2 separate regions of the Sus scrofa genome follow, and region 1 is linked to region 2. Evidence: chromatin contacts called from public HiChIP or PLAC-seq data. All regions are on one chromosome and are shown on one strand. The core of a region is the stretch at or near the end of the contact, and the rest is flanking DNA. Distances in the headings are between cores, read along the strand shown.

The links. HiChIP or PLAC-seq counts read pairs in DNA pulled down with a chosen protein or histone mark.
Region 1: a contact with region 2 is called in an H3K27ac HiChIP or PLAC-seq map of skeletal muscle. The contact joins the promoter of NATD1 here to the promoter of DHRS7B in region 2. A contact is called at or near these places in 5 of 47 Hi-C or Micro-C datasets (blood, fetal liver, fetal skeletal muscle and 2 more) and 2 of 2 datasets of contacts at active chromatin or transcription factors (alveolar macrophages and skeletal muscle).

Annotation. Positions count from the first base shown.
Region 1 is chr12:61,374,897-61,378,867 of Sscrofa11.1, reverse strand. NATD1 (protein NATD1) reads left to right here and starts at 1,833. Exons shown (of 3, transcript XM_021068053.1): 1 at 1,833-2,299. The coding sequence starts at 2,194.
Region 2 is chr12:61,319,346-61,323,085 of Sscrofa11.1, reverse strand. It overlaps DHRS7B (dehydrogenase/reductase SDR family member 7B), which reads right to left and starts at 2,421. Exons shown (of 7, transcript XM_021068046.1): 1 at 2,317-2,421. The coding sequence starts at 2,336.

The DNA of each region.
Region 1 (3,971 bases), core at 584-3,083, 56 kb before region 2:
TGGTTTTTGTTTGTTTGTTTGTTTGTTTTAATTAATTTATTTATTTGCCATTTCTAGGGCGGCTCCCACGGCATATGGAGTTTCCCAGGCTAGGAGTGGAATCGGAGCTATAGCCGCCGGCCTACACCACAGCCACAGCCACAGCCACGTGGGATCTGAGCCGTGTCTGCGACCCACACCACAGCTCACAGCAACGCCGGATCCTTAACCCACTGAGCAAGGCCAGGGATCGAACCTGCAACATCCCGGTTCCCAGTCGGATTCATTAACCACTGCGCCACAACGGGAACTCCCAAACACACTTGTTTTTTTAAAAAAAATCTGCTAGGCTAGTATATTCTCCAGAAATATGTCCAAACGAAGGACTCAAAACCAAACAATAAGAAGAACGGCAATAAAAAAAATGAACAGGCAAAATACTTACACAGGCACTTCGCAAAACTAGATAACGAAACAGTCAAGGAGGGGACACACAAGGTTTAACGCCATCAGCCTTCAGGCAAAGGCAAGTTAAAGCCAGAGCGCGACCACCTCATAACCGTCAGGGGAGCTAAAATCAAAAAGACTGATGACCCCAAGAATAACTCTCAAAACTGTTGGCAGGAGTGGAAAACGGACCAAGCTCTTCGGAGAAAGGTCTGGCAATGCCTCATAAAACTCACTGGTACAAGGCAGCCTCGCAGACGCATGTTCACGAATGTCCACCAAAGTTTTACTCCTAACAGTCAGAATCCAAAAACCACCCAAATGCCCATCAACAGTGGCCAGATAAACAAACGATGGAGGACGTTTCCAAGCTGCAAAGCAGGTTAAGGATCCAGCATTGCCACTGCTGTGGCATGGGTTTGAGCCCTGGCCCAGGAACTTCCACATGCCCCGGGTTCTGCCCAAAATGTAAATAAATCGTGGAATATGCACACAATGGAATATGATTCTGTGATGGAAAAGATACTCCCAACAACGTCTCCCAACAGCGTGAGTTAATCTCACAGAGAAAATGTTCAACAAAAGAAACTGGACCCTGAAAGCACACACTGCATCTGCTGGAGTATTTATTTACTGATTTATTTGCTGCGCCCACTGCATACAGAAGTTCCCAAGTCAGGGACTGAAACTCTCCACAGCAGCAACTTGAGCCGCTGCAGTGACAACGCTCGATCCTTAAGCCCCTGTGCCACCAGGGAACTCCTCTAGCTGCTTTTCACACGAGGTTCCAGGAAAAGCAAATTAGAGAAGGAGAGTGGTTAGCTCAAGGGGTGGGGTACTGACGGGAAAGGAGAACGCAGTGTTACTTATCTGGAGGTAGGCGGTGGTCACCAGGCAGTGACGTCATGCTTGCACCTGCATTAACAGACTAGTAAAAAGTCACCTGGAGTCATGCGACTCCGGGGGCAGCTTTTGGTGTGACAAGTGGAGAGGGGGCCAAAACTCCTTTCAGAAAAGAAGCCTGGGCTCCCACCTCTCGCAAGAACCTCGCGCTCTCGGGACTCAATTTCCCCCTCTGCGAGTGGATCCGGGGAGCTCGAGGCACTTCCCTCACTCCGTCCCTGGCGGAGAGGTGACATTTCACCCGACCCCGAGCGATAGTTCCGGGAGTAATCCCGACGCAGCGTGGTGTGACCCTCGCAGGTCTCTCACTGCCCCGGGCTACTGTCCTCTCGGTGAAAGGCAGTCAGGCGCACCTACTTCCCAGGGTCTCGGCGAGTCTCCAAGGAGCGCTTCCTGCAGCTTCCGGGGCTTGGCTGCGCTCGGGCACACAGCAAGCGCTTAATAAGCGGTGGCTGCGAGGGGATCGGCGGGAACTGCCCGGTAGGTCTTCACACCTTTTTGAGAAGCGGCCGCGGGGCTGGGGGGTGGCGGGGCGGGGGCCCCGTCTCAAGCGGCCCGGACGCCAGAGGCCCAAGGGCCCAGGCGCGGGGCTGGGAGCCGCGCGGCGCCTTTAAGAGCCGAACGGAATGTATCAAAACAGAGCGGCCGCGCGCCCACTGGCCGCGCGCCGCACGTGACCGCACAGCTGATTTCCTGCTCCCCCCTTTTTGTTGCTGCCGCCGCCGCCGCCGAGTGTCAGTTTCTGAGCCGCCGCCTGCGGTCGGCCTCCCGGTGCGGGTCCGCGCGCGCCTCCTGCAGAGCCGGCCCCCGGCCCCGCTGCGCTCCCCGGCCCGCCGCGCGCCCCCGGCCCGGGTCCGAGCGCCCATGGCGCAGTCGCCCGCCGCCGTGCCGCCGGGCGCGCCGGAGCAGGGCTGCCCCATCCGCGTGGAGCACGACCGTCGTCGCCGCCAGTTCACCGTCAGGCTCAACGGTAACGCGGGGCCCGCCGCCCCGCCTTTTGTCTGCGCGCGCGACCGCGGCGCGCGCTGCGAAGCCGGGGACGCACTCCTGGGCTTGGCGGGGGCGGGCTACCGGGAGAGGCGCGCCCACGCGGGGCAACCGGGGCGGGCAGGGCTCCGGGGAGGCGGAGGCAGGCGCCGGGAACCCCGCACCTGCTCCGCCCGGCTCTTTTCCGGGCTGCTGCCTGGGTCCTGGGAGCGGGTGGGCCGCGACCTTCCCCTTCCCCCGTGTTAAGTGGCTGCTGGCTGCCCCTGGGAACCTTAGCTTTTCTGCACCGAGGGGGTTGAAAGAATCCGCTGGGCGCACCCGAGGCGGACAGCGGGGCTTCTGCCCTGGAGGGAGGCAGGGGGGCGATGTCGCCATCAGACCCCAGCGGCTCTGAGACTTTGGCCAAGTTGCCTCATCTCTGTGCGCCCCAGCGTCTCCATGTCTACAGTGGGAATAACACCAGGGCACAACTACTGGCTGATTTTAAGGATGAGATGCCACAGTAGGAGGAAGGCTCAGAACAGTGCCTGGCGGCACAGAGTAAGTGCAGGTAAACACAGGCTGGTCATTGTTTTTTAAACCAGAAAGCAAAAATCTTCGTTTCCTGTAAAGAACGCTTCCATCCCCTACTAACTCACAGGCCCTCTGCCCAAGAGGTTTGGGGATGGAAAGTAGAAAGATAAAATGGAGAGCTGAACCCCCTTCTGCTTTAACGACTTTTTTCCCCTCCAAGCCAGGCCCCCTGTGCGTGGCAGTGTTCAAGCTGAAAGGGCTCTTCCAGGCCGCTGTACCCATTTCTGAGAAAAGAAGGGAGAGGCTTCCTGATGCCAGGCCGTGGACTGAGGCAGAGCGGGGACAGGGGCCCCGCTGGTCTGACTCCTGAACCTGGGCTCTTCCCACCTGCCTGTGGACAGGGTCTGGGCCCTGGAGCAGAGCCGCTGCTCAGACCCCTGTTTGGGCTGAGCTGTGCCCTGAGCCAGGCCCCGCACACCTCTGTTAGAACATCCGTATGATGTTGGCACCCCCTGCCCACATTCAGAGTAAACCCGGGCTGGGGCAACAGGGAAGGAGTGACGTGCCCAGCGTCACCAGTGCCAGGCCACGGGCCGGCAAGTCCTTCCACCCCTGGCGCTGACGGTGGCCCAGCGGGTCATGACACTCAGGGCCCTAGCTACCCTTGTGCAGAGGGGCCTCGTGGCCTTTCAGATCCTCTTTTCTGAGGCTCCAGAGGGGCCTGTGATTCCCTCGGGGGGCTCAGGGGGCCTTGCACACCCCCCGAGACAGAAGAAGAAGGGGATGTTTGGGGTTTTCCTTCTTTGTTTTCCACATGAGTAGAGCCGGAGGAAGCGCCTCCAGAACTGGCTGTGGTCAGAGCTGGACGTGCCCAGCCATCTTTCTAAACTCGCCCCCTTCCAGAGCCTGCTGCCCAGCTGGCTAACGATAAAGTGGACTGGGCTCCCCAGCCAAGCCCAGGAGCAGCTCCTCTCCAGCCTGCAAGGTGGGGCGGTGCAGCCAGGTGCAACCTGGTCTGGGTGTGTCTGTGGGGGGCAGAGGGCAGGAGACGGGTCGTCTGAGCCTCCCCTCCCCCGCCCCCACCTCAGCTGAGAAGGGGAGCAGGCTGCCCTGGGTCAGGCAGGCCCTGGAGGCCAGCTCTC
Region 2 (3,740 bases), core at 1,172-3,671:
ACATGTGACCAAAGAGAACAGCTTCACGGCCCTAAATGTCCCCTGTCCTCTGCCTAATCATTTCTGCCAGCCTACACCACAGCCACAGCAACGCCAGATCCAAGCCTCATCTGCAACCTACACCACAGAGCACGGCAACGCCAGATCGTCAACCCACTGAGTGAGGCCAGGGATCGAACCCACAACCTCATGGTTCCTCGTCGGATGTGTTTCTGCTGCACCATGACAGGAGTTCCCCTCTTCTGATTTAACCTGGCAAGATATCTATGCTATGCTCAGCTCTACTCTCTCCCCCAAAGGAACGAATCTGGCTGGCAGCCCAAGCCCATGCAGACACCTTACATACTCAAGACCCCACTAACGATCCAGTAAACTCTACTGTCCTTCATGTGGAGCCTAATTGGAACGAGCAGGTAGACTCCCCAGACACAGGAGAGGCCACTTTATCTCTTGCCTAATAGAAGGGATATGGACGTCCTCATTAAAAATAGTTAATTATGGGAAGTTCCCATTGTGGCTCAGTGGTAACGAGCCCAACTAGTATCCATGAGAATGTGGGTTTGGGCCCTGGCCTCACTCAGTGGGTTCAGGATCCGGCATTGTGGTGAGCTGTGGTGTAGGTTGCAGACGCAGCTTGGATCTCATGTTGCTGTTGCTGTGGAGTAGGCCAACAGCTGTACTCCGATTCGACCCCTAGCCAAGGAACTTCCCTATGCCTTGACTGCAAGACTAAAAAGGAAAAAAAAAAAAAAAAAGTTAATTATGATAAAATCAGAGGAGTAATACAAGAACCCCCCCAACATCCAGCCCTTTTATGTCCAGGCTTACAGAGTCTATTCCTAGGTATACTACCCTAAATATAGGCAGTAAAAATAAATAAATAAAATAAATAAATAAATAAATAAATAGGGAAAGAAGTCTTTTCCAAACCCTCATCCTCGTGGTTACCAGTCAGGTTCATTACCAATGAGCCACAATGGGAACTCCTCTATCTACCACTTCTCTAGAAACTGACTTCCTCTTTGTTTTCCCCACACACAGGCTGAAAGAAGAAAAACACACGTCTTTGTAATTCCACTAAGAAGAGCAAATTTTGGGGGGTATTGGCCATGCATGTAGCAGCTCGAAGTTCCCAGGCCAGGGACAGAAACTGCGCCACAGCAGCAACCCAATCTGCTGCAGTGACGACGCTGCATCCTTAACCCATTGCACCACAAGAGAACTCTGAGAAGTATCATGTTCAAGAAACATACGTGTATATGACGCCCAAAAGTTATTTTAAAAATAAATTGTCAGGAGTTCCCGTTGTGGTTCAGTGTTTAGCAAATCCGATTAGGAACCATGAGGTTGCGGGTTCAATCCCTGGCCTTGCTCAGTGGGTTAAGGATCTGGGGTTGCTGTGAGCTGTGGTGTAGGTTGCCGACGCAGCTCGGATCCCGCATTGCTGTGGCTCTGGTGTAGGCTGGTGGCTACAGCTCTGATTCGACCCTGAGCCTAGGAACCTCCATATGCCTCGGGAGCGGCCCTAGAAAAGGCAAAAAAAGAAAATAATAATAAAAACTGCTAGGAGTTCCCCGGCGGCCTAGCGTTTAAGGACCCGGGGTTGTCACTGCTGTGGCGCAGTGACAGGATGGGATCCTGGGCCTGGGAACTTCTGGCATGCCTCGGCGCGGCTGAAAAGCTAACAAACAAAAAAGTAGCTAGTCAACTGTCAAATCACTGTAGGAAAGGGAACTGAAGAAAGGCTCTATGGGTAGGACCATTTGTTGACTACCTATTCTGTGCCACACGCTAGCTGAGTATGGTCCACGCGCCACGCGCAATCTCATTACGCGTCACGACAGCCTCAGGAGTGGACGCATCATTCCCAAAGTTACAGTTCAGGACGCAAGCCCAAGCAGCACAGCTCGGGAAGTGGCAGAGCCAGGGCGGGAGGAGTAAGAGATCCACAGTGGCTACCCCTGCCCTGCTTCCGAAAAGAGAGTACCTGCTTCCCTAACTCTGAACCCTGACAGGTGCTGCCAGCCTGCACGGGGCGGGGCTGACACGCACCGAGGAGAGTCGGGGAAACTGGGTCCACCGCCTGCCTACACCCACTTGCAGCGGCGCAAACCGAGGCTCACAGCTCAGCGAAGGAGCAGCTCCCCAACCAGAAAACGCCAAGCCGGACTCCGGAGCAAGGGCCCGAGCTGGGCCCACCGAGGAAGGCTCTCTGGGCTTCGGCCTCTCCACCGCTTCTCTACGCTCAGCACGCGAGATGCGCTCGAGCCGGACTCGCCGCGCCGCTGGCCACGGCGGTGTCTCCGACAGCCTTACCTGGTAGCTGCGGAGACCATGGCGAGTCAGCTCCATCGTCCCGCCTCGCCCGTGACGTATTTTCCCTTCGCCCAGCCAGGCGGTTCCGTCCAATCCCAGCCCTGGGGGTGCGCATGCGCGTCGGGAGTACACACGCCCCGCCCTGTAAGGCGCAGGTAGCTAGGGCTGCGCGCTGAGGTTTGAGCAGCGTCCTCTCACGTCAGTGCTGCCCCTCAGTCTTCCGGGGAGAAATGGGGAACGTCGTCTCGGAGTTCCGCGAAGGGGAACTCGTGGGGGGTGCAGGTGACACCAAGATGGAGAATGTACTTTGCTTCATATAAAACTATAATTAAAGCCTGTGATATTGGCACAAAGGTGAATTAAAAGTCAGTGGGGAGTTCCCATTGCGGCTCAGTGCGTTAACAAGCCAACTAGTATCCATGAAGCCACGCTCAGGGGTTAAGGGTCCGGCGTCGTGCTTTGGCGTAGGTCACAGTCGCAGCTCCAATCTCATGTTGCTGTGGCTGTGGCCTTAAGCCGGCAGCTGCAGTTCCAATTGGCCCCTAGCCTGGGAACTTCCATGTGCCCGAGGTGCAGCCCTAAAACACAAACCTAAAGAAAGCTCTAGAAGAGTTTCCTGGAGGCTTAGCAGTTAAGGATCCAACGTTGTCACTGCTGTGGCTTAGGTAGCTGCTCTTGCTCAAGTGTGATCTCTGGCCCAGGAACTCCCACACGCTGTGGATGCAGCCAAAAAAAAAAAAATCAAAATGAAATCCGAAAATGTTCAAGTAACAGAAAGGTACGAAAAACTAAACTGAAAAACAGAAAGCAGAAAATAAAAAATGACACACTTAAACCATAACTTATTAATAATTACATTAAGGAGTTCCCTTGTGGCTTAATGAGTTAATAAGCATCTGGTGTCGTCACTTCTGTGACTGGTCACTGCTATGATGCAGGTTTGATCCCTGGTCTGGGAACTTCCACATGCCAAGGGTGCAGCCAAAAAGAAAAACAACAATTACAATACTAAAAGAAAAAAAAAGAGAGATTGGAAGAGTGGATAAAAATGATATAATTCAACTCATTTGCTGTGCAAAGACCCTGTTAGTGGGCTGCAAAAACTAACTACAGAGTAGTAGAAAATCTTTGAAAATCACTTATCTGAAAAAGGATTCATATCCAAATTACATAAAGAACTCAAAACTCAATAGTAGGAGTTCCCATTGTGGTGCAGCAGAAACAAACCCGACTAGAAACCATGAGGTTGTGGGTTCAATCCCTGGCCTCACTCAGTGGGTCAAGGATCCGGCGTTGTGGTGAGCTGTGTTGTAGGTCACAGATGCGGCTCAGATCTGGCACTGCTGTGGCTGTGGTGTAAGCCATCAGCTACAGCTCCGATTCAGCCCCTAGCCTGGGAATTTCCTTATGCTGCAGGTATGTCC